2 separate regions of the Lactuca sativa genome follow, and region 1 is linked to region 2. Evidence: chromatin contacts called from public Hi-C data. All regions are on one chromosome and are shown on one strand. Each heading gives the region's core, a stretch centred on a gene start, on an enhancer-like site or on the middle of the called end of the contact. The rest is flanking DNA. Distances are from core to core; before and after follow the strand shown.

What was found. Hi-C and Micro-C count contacts between places; a contact is called where the count stands out from the background.
Region 1: a contact with region 2 is called in a Hi-C map of leaf, with 6 times the contacts expected there. The contact joins the promoter of LOC111895112 here to the promoter of LOC111898710 in region 2. A contact is called at or near these places in 2 of 4 Hi-C or Micro-C datasets (leaf and seed).

The regions. Positions count from the first base shown.
Region 1 is chr7:106,786,312-106,791,100 of Lsat_Salinas_v11, forward strand. LOC111895112 (eukaryotic translation initiation factor 3 subunit A) reads right to left here and starts at 2,652. Exons shown (of 14, transcript XM_052765246.1): 1 at 2,516-2,652; 2 at 1,707-1,775; 3 at 1,069-1,550; 4 at 774-989; 5 at 1-352. The coding sequence starts at 1,752.
Region 2 is chr7:106,569,367-106,573,883 of Lsat_Salinas_v11, forward strand. It overlaps LOC111898710, which reads right to left and starts at 1,741. Exons shown (of 5, transcript XM_023894583.3): 1 at 1,409-1,741; 2 at 770-871; 3 at 98-242; 4 at 1-24. The coding sequence starts at 1,495.

The sequences.
Region 1 (4,789 bases), core at 1,402-3,901, 220 kb after region 2:
GCTTTGCATCAATGTTGAAGCCAATAAGATTATACATTCTGAGATTGCGTTCTTTGTCATGCTCAAGTTCCAAATGAGAAGCGGTTTTCAGGTGATCATATGGAGGAGCTGAAAGTGCAGCAAGCAAAACTGATGATGCAATCAGCTGCAGATCCTTCTGATTCAGATTCTTATTGAAGCTCTTTTGAAGTTGAAAAAGCTTAAACCATGCATATGCATGGTATAGATGGCTTGATGAAATCCAAAAGATCTCAGTCAACTTTGCATAGTAAATAGCCATCAGGGACGATTTCGGCATTTTTTTAACCATGCTTGTTAGCCCATAAATATCTTCCACAGAACGAAAAGCTTCCTGAAGATACAATCATACAACTTATTAAATTTAAACTACATGATTCTTTACTGTTGATAATAATATGGGCAATGTACTTATCTTTTACTTTATTATTTTATATTATTCTTTTAACAATAATAGCAACATGCCAACATACTTAAATCTTTTACCAACAATAGCAACATACATATATTTCACTACCAATAAAGGCAATGTACTTTATTTGTTATTTATAAACTATTATGGGTAAAAGAGTAAAAGGATGTTGCTATTGTAGGGAAAAGTTTTAAATATGTTCCTAAAGTATTATTTATATTATATATGCAACAGGGTTGCTATTATGAATATAGAAATATATGGATAAAACTATAGAGTAGATACCCTATATTGGTAAAATACTATTTAATAAAGTATGTTCCCATATAAATAGCATACACACCTGCCAGAGTTCCAATTCGGTTGCAACTTTCAATTGCTCAAACCTTGTGTCCAGGTAAAAATGTAGACTTTCAGGGGCAGTTAGGTCAGGTCTGTCCCTCTGGTCTCTGTACTTGTTGAGGTTTGCAAGATGATTCCTAATAATCTCACAAAGCCTACGAAACTCTGTTGTTCTTTTGTATTGCTTGCAGAATTGGAAGGCACGATGAGCAGTATCCTACATACAAAAAAATAAAAATTAATATAAGTTAAGAATTTAAAAAGCAAGATTCACATTATTAAAAATCAAAACTTACAGCATAAAGAGCCATCAACTTGGAATTGTTTCGGAGAATTTCAAGAACTGTCCTATATGTCTCCCATAAGAACTTAAACCATGGAGTCACAAGCTCCCTATCTGAACGATCCTTTCCCTTTTCACCACTGACATAGCTTAACATTAGGTCTTCTGGTCTTTTATCGGCTTCAAGGTCATCAACATCGAGAGCTTCCTCTAAAGCTTGTGCCTGGCTACGTGCCAGCTCAGCCCTTTTGGTTGAAAGATCCATGAAGTGCTTAATCACTTCTTCCAAAGAATTAACATTAACTTGCTGGCAGATTATGCGGTATTGGATGAGGCCATCTTTGGCAAATCTACCCCTCCTCATATCAACACAAAGCTCGATGTACTTGAACATAATCTTTTCATGTGTTTTCTGCCATGCCCTGTACCTTTTTGATGTAATAAGATCATGAAGAGCTTGCAATGCATCTTGCTTCTGACCAACATTTATCAATTCTGCAATCACATTTTAGCAAAAGTCGGTTAGTCACCATATACGCATACATTCTCAGATGTAAGGAGACAAACTACAAAGCATCAAAAACATTAAAGAGAATGAAAATAAGTCAGAAATGTTAAAGAGTCAGATTAAATCAGCAAGTAGCTACTCACCTTCCGCTCGTTTCAATGCATTCTCTGGTTTAGCAAAAGTCGCCATGGTCAATCACAGTGGTCTTCAACCTGCTGGGATGCAAACCAAACAATTATTTGTAGGTGTTAAATCTGCTTAGGAATAACTTGAAGTTTTGCACAGATAGAAGCACAAAGACACTTATGCTGTAGACATTCGCTTTGTTCTCTATTAACACACTCATTCGAGCAAGATAACAAAGAAAATAGTGATAAATCAATGTTCCCACTTCTAAGCATTGAAATGCTGAAACTGAAAAGCATATTTCACCAACAGACACATTTCTAGTCCAAGCATAGCATCAAACATGAATACATGTTTTAAAGAATTCAGAATATGGATAAATCATATATTTTCAAACAATTGTCCCCTATGTTAATTGAGAACCCGTTAAGTATGTTCACAGCCACAGGCAACATCCAGCAAAAAACATTGCCCTTTAGGCATTTAGATCAAGCGCAAAGAATATACAAGTAGAAAATTAAAACATAAAAAATATATATATTGCACCTAATCTCTCGCCCTTACTCCTCCATCGAACAGTCAATCTAGCCACAAACCGAAAGGAAAAAACAAAACCCTAATGTAACGCCAGCAGTTAGAGTAAAGAAATTAAATCATCAAATTGCTAACAAGAGATACACAAATAAATCAGTTGTCGATCTATGAATCTTATGCTGCACGTAATCTGTCGATAGATCTTGAACTAAACAAACAAAAACACATAAGAACAGAATAACGACCCTTGAAACAAATTGATGAAACGATGAATAACATACTGAGGCAATACCTTTATCGATTAGCGGAAAGTGTGTTTCCTCGGCTGTGCCTGTATTCCAGATATGTGCTGAAGCAAAAGAAGGAGAGTAGGGTTTCAAAGTTTTGGCGAGCTTTTATTTTATCAAAATGCGTGACTGGGGCCAACGCAGAAGGGGGTAGAAATTCATCGGCCTCAAAAGTGAAAAAGCCCACGAACACCTTTATTGGGCTTTACAAAGCTACAATATTGCAAACTTGATGGGCTTCAAATATCATCCAAACTTAAAAGGCATTTTCAATGTTACTACGAATAAGGGTTTTTTCTATGGCTAGTTAGGTTATAATATGTGTACAGCATGGTTCTGTAATGTAAAACAATATAACGATTACAAACATCGTAATCATTAATCATAAATTTGTAAACAGTTAAAAACTAAATTTACAAATAGTTAAGAAGGTACATCAATAGAATTGAAAATGAAAAACATGAAGTTAGTATATCGCACAAATAGTCCATGTCAAAAATATTACATGAATGGTCAGTTTACCAATTATATCCTTCCTAAATTCATAAAGAATAAAAAAGTAGGTTGCTATTAACTTGCATATTAATCAAAAGTAACAGTAAGGTTGAGTTATACCTCTAACCTCATAAAAAATGGTGTCACCTCGTGTCATGTCAACACCATTCCCCATCACTTACCTTAGAAAATTCTCACCACTCCACCATTCATTAAAGTTTTAATTTTTTAATTAAAAAAAAATGTTACCACCACCACTTTTCATAACACAACCTAAGCATAACACGTTGTAACGTAAAGGGGGGTGGGGGGGGGGGGGGGGGGGGGTCACTTGGGTTAAGTTTGTCCAATTCAGCATAACCCAAGCCACACAACAACATACATACTTTTAATATCATCATACTTTTAAAGTAGATTGTGATTTATTACGTATAAGTTCATCAGTCACAAGTAATGATCCAAGTTTTAAAATAATAACAAAAATGGTCCCGTTTACTGGAGTTTACAAAAATGGTCTCTGTTTTATAACGAATACTCTTTGTTTAATTTAAATTAATGGAAGCGTTTACCTAAGCATAATACATTGTAACATACATACATACTTTTAATATCATCATACTTTTAAAGTAGATTGTGATTTATTACATATAAGTTCATAGTCACACAACAACATACATATTTTTAATATCATCATACTTTTAAAGTAGATTGTGATTTATTACATATAAGTTCATCAGTCGCAAGTAATGGTCCAAGTTTTAAAATAATAACAAAAATGGTCCCGTTTACTGGAGTTTACAAAAATGGTCTCTGTTTTATAATGAATACTCTTTGTTTAATTGACATTAATGGTCCCGTTTACCTAAGCATAACACGCTATAACATAAAGGAGGGGTCACTTGGGTTAAGTTTATCCATTTCAGCATAACGTGTGGTGTGTTAGCACTACACCGCATGGCCTAAGTAATAAGATCATCCCCCCAAGCCACACGGCCACACAACAGCATACATACTTTTAATATCATCATACTTTTAAAGTAGATTGTGATTTATTACATATAAGTTCATCAGTCACAAGTAATGGTCCAAGTTTTAAAATAATAACAAAAATGGTACCGTTTACTGGAGTTTACAAAAATTGTCTCTGTTTTATAACGAATACTCTTTGTTTAATTTACATTAAAGGAAGATGCAGATAGTTTCGTTGGGAAATATTTCATATTTCAAATCACAAATGAAAAATACAGATCTGATCACAAGTGGTGAAGGTTTTGTGACTGAAGCTTTCTAGAAATCTAGATGGTAGGTACTAATGAATATTTTTTTGGTGAATAGTTGTCTTTTAAGAAGTTTGTCATCGAACAATCAATAACAATAATCATTACTATTAAGTATTAATATATATATATATATATATATATATATATATATATATATATATATATATATTATGTATAATGTTTATACATAATTTTAGTTTAAATTTAACACAAAAAATTCTTTATCAACGAGTTTGATTTAAAAAAAAACTTATATTTGATCCTATTTTTGAATAATTAAGATTTTAAGTTTATATGGTCTTATTAATCAAAACATTATCATCGGGTAAAGTACTTGATGTTATTATATGGGTCCGTTTATCAATTAAAATAAACTAAAAAAATAATTCCAGTAAAGTTTGTTACTAAGGTTTTATATGTGGACAAAAATATATATAGTATATCTGTCAAAATGATAGATAAGCATGTTATATATCCATCTAGTTAATTACACTAAGGTTTTAT
Region 2 (4,517 bases), core at 491-2,990:
TGAGATCTTTGTCCTTCTTATTATCTGCAACAAGGGGCAATAAGATTATGTATATAAAGGACTTCAGGTATTGTAAATTTGTAATGGACATAAATACCCTTCTTCCTCTGAGTAGATTTAATTTTAGAGTGGTTTTTGCCATGGGCAAGCTTGCTTGCCCGTTCTGCATCTAGTTGAGCTCGATATTCCCGCATCATTCTATCTTTGTCAGCTTCTAACTCCCCCTTTTTAATTTCTTCTTCCTAACAAAAACAAATTAGATATTTTCCTATCTATATAAATATAATCACTCCACAGTAACACTTAACTCTATCTCATTAACAGTCATAGATGAGGAGGTGCCATTAAAGCAACAACACAACAAACAAAGGAAAATCAAATCTTTGAGAGGCTTCCCAGTATATTAATAATTAAATAGCTTAATCCTATGAATGTTTCTTTTCCATTTAATGCATACAGAACGTTCTAACTGTTTACAAATTGTCCCTTACTTTATTTTTTCATTCTGTTTTGTTTTCCCAATTGCTTGTCCAATATCATTTAACGGGAAAAAAAAAAAAAAGAAACAAGTTAAAATGAATAAGTGAATGTCTTTGTTCGGGAAACCATAACTTTGAAACCAAACTACCATGTCTGTCAATTTCAACAAGAAAAAGCAATACGTATTGATGATGAATAAGAACTAGATAGTGGTATATTTATCATTTGGAGATCTACACTACATACACTCTACAGAGGAGAGGAGTCAAAAGTGAAGATAAATAGTTACCTTTTGCTTCTTTTTGTACTCTTCCCAAGTAACTGTATGTGAAGTTTTGAGGCTGGCCAAACGAGCTGCATGCCACTCTGGTGAATGAAATGAACCATCCACCTGCGACTCTCTTAATCAGAAAGGGTACAAATTCAAACAAAACTGACTATAAAGCTTTGCAATTCCTAAAATATTCTGTTCCAGACATCAAATATGAAAGAAATTATAAAATGAAGCCATTAGACAAAACCAAACAATAAAAAAACATGTTTGTATTGTTTCCTGCCTATTCAGATTTATCCAAAGTCATCAGAATCATATTTGAGCATCTATTATTTCAACTTACATCTTCACAATCACAACTCTATGCCTAAAGGTTGGACACACAAAAATCAATTAGCAGGCTTAATCACCATGTTAAAAGAGTATTTACCTAACCCTTATCAGTCATTGAGCTAAAAAGTAAGCGATTCTAACAAAGAGAAACAGGGAATTAGGCTCTAGAGAAGTCACAACCCCCTGCCTCTTCTCATCCTCAACCAAAGATTTATTGGTTACGATATCATACCACGAGTTAACATGTTTCTTCGTCTGAATACTGTGCACAATGAAAATAACAACAAATCCACTGAAAATATGATATGGAAGGGTACAAACCATGCCGTCATCCACATCATCGGGGCCGCCTGAGGTAGATCCGACCCTTGATCTCTGCATCGCCTTGTACGCCTGATTCTTCCCCATGTCCCTTTATATTGATTTGAGCCCCCAAAACTAATAGGAATAATTGAAGAAGAGTAGGAAATATCGGTTTGGGAGTAACAAAAGAAAAAAAGGTTGAAGCTGTGGTGGATAAATTTAAGTGTTCAAAACCCCCAATTGAAGAACACGAAGAAAGGGATTGCAGCGAGCCATGAATATGAAGTTATGTTGGATAATAAAGGAAAAGAAATGCGAACACCGTATTTTAGTGGATCCGGTTAACAACAAGATATATAAACCTAAACCCCCTTGGCCTATGCCCTAAGGTGCCCAAATGTCCAAGCCTAAGTTTTTATTAACGTGGGGGAAATGACTTACCAGGAAAATGATGTTTCAAAATTGTTTAAAACCTATGGAAGTTTTGTTTATATAAAAAAAACATCCAACTAAAGGTTTTATACAAAAAAATATTAAGAAAATATAATTTTTGTTCAAATCCTATCTAATGATAACCGATTCTTATCGATAAAATGACGACTTTAATTAAAGATTCATGAGTTGGTCTAACAAATAATAACATGGCATAAGAGTAGGTGAGATGACATTTATTAATATATTTGTCTTCTTTTAATCGAATTAGGGCTAGCAGCAGGAATGACTTAGGATTTTTCTTCTTTTACTTTATCTACTTCTACTTCTTCGATCCTATCATGGCTTCATCTTCTACTAAATCCATAAAATGGCTTGTGAAACATGAAGTCTTTTTTTTTGTATGTAGAAGGAATAATCATGCTTTGCCTGTTTAAAAGTTGGAAAATCTTTAGCTAAAGAATAATCACCGGTTAAATAGTGTACAATTTTCACATGGGAAGGAAAACCTTTTTCTACTAAAGAATAAAGATAATAATGGGAGGGAGATTATTGGAAATACGGATGTTGGGGCAGTGTTATTCAGCTTTCCTGATTTTCGGCAACATTTCTAGATCACCTTGGAAGTTTCTCGTGCTATTGTGAATTGGTGGAATTTGTTCGGTTACAATCAAGGTGTGGGATCTTGTATCGAACGTTCATGAGGATGTTTTTGTTAACGGTTAAGGTTCGACATTTCGTTAAATTTGTTAATGCCTCACCCTTTGGGTAAGGATGTGTGGACGAGATGATGTAGTAGATCTAGAGTTGAGTATGTGTCGCCACTTGGGGGAGTACATTGTAGTAGTGTCTCGATTATGGATAGGAGGGGTACAAGTAGACTGAGTAAGATAACTTGATACCTCTTGATTAGTACCCATTTGGAGGTAAAAAGTCCATACCTTGGCTTTCCGTTTCTTAGATCTCTTATTTTGTGAGTTTATGGGTATTTTGGTGCAAAATGAGGGCCATTTTCGGGTTGAGCTTGTCCAGGGGGAGTAGTTGTAGATCCGGACTCCTCTAAGCCCTCGTGTGCATAAAGCTCAAGCTTTATGAAGCTTTAATCCTTCTTCATGCCCTAAACCCCTTCTTGAGCATATTTTTGGGTATTCTAGCCTTGTGAGGCCTTGCATGATCGTAAAGTTAGCAACTTTACGTGGTCACTCCATGATAGGAGGTTAGATCTGGAGTTTTGAGCATTGGAATCGACCGAAATGAGAATTTACTAAAGAACTCAACGAGTTTGACATCCAACTCGACGAGTTGAGAGGGTTTTTCATGTCTGTGGATTTAGAGTGAACTCGACGAGTTATTGGGACAACTCGACGAGTAGCTGGGGTTTTCCTAGTCTTCTGGACACCGTGCTGACTCGACGAGTTTGTGAGACAACTCGGCGTGTTGACTCGAGTTTTCCCGATTTTTCCTGAGAATAGAGGGAACTCGACGAGTCGCATAGATGCACTCGGCGAGTTGGGTTAACATGGATTGTTGACTCGGGCGACTTCCATTGATTTTTAGGGTTTGGTTAAGACATGAGTGAGGAGACCATGGAGGGCTAAAATAGTCTTTCACCCTTTCTGAGAGTGAGGAAAGAGGTTAGCCTAACTTTGTAAGAGTTGTGATTATAAAGTATTAATTAGAGATAATAATATTATGTAGGCAGAGTCTAGACTGTGTAAGTCCCCAAAAATGTCTGTGTATCAATCATATCCGTTTGATGGTGCGGAATCCCAATCAAACGGATGATGTCATATCAAATAGAAGAGAAGGAGAAGAAGATTAATATGAATCTTGTATGATATGATTAGAATGAAGATCCGGATACAAGATTCACACACACTAACACACACTCTCTAGTTTCTCTCACACCTTAGAATGCACACACTTAAGCTCCTTGGTGTTCATCACTCTTTTCCTCACACCCCTCACCTCTATATATACATGAGAATATGGGTCGTAAACAAGGTTTACGGCCATAAACCTGTTTACGCCCGTAAACACCCATTGGGCCGTAAACATCTATATAATATTACATAACAAATCAATTTCCTAGAAAAGCAAAGTATAAACCATAATATTGACCCAACAATCTCCCCCTTGGTTTATAGCTTTCTTTTCTTTTCTTAAATGACCCAACAAGCTCTCCCCTTAAAAGTAGATGGCTTTTCTTGTTAATCTTCATTGGGAACTTGGCTTCAACATTAATCTTCAATGAATGACTTCATATTGAGCGGTTGGGCTTTTCTTCAGAATTTAGCTTTGAACGCATGTCGGGTGAGGACGGTTGATGTACTGATTCTTGAAAGATAGCGCTTTCAGCTTGAGAATCTTCAGAGAGAACATCAGAGAGAACAAATCTTCTAGATCACATCAGCAGGTACAACGATAGCGTCAGACTGATTGAGGAGGCTTCAAACGGATGATGTCAGATCAAATAGAAGAGAAGGAGAAGAAGATTAATATGAATCTTGTATGATATGATTAGAATGAAGATCCGGATACAAGATTCACACACTAACACACACTCTCTAGTTTCTCTCACACCTTAGAATGCACACACTTAAGCTCCTTGGTGTTCATCACTCTTTTCCTCACACCCCTCACCCCTATATATATATATATATATATATATATATATATATATATATATATATAT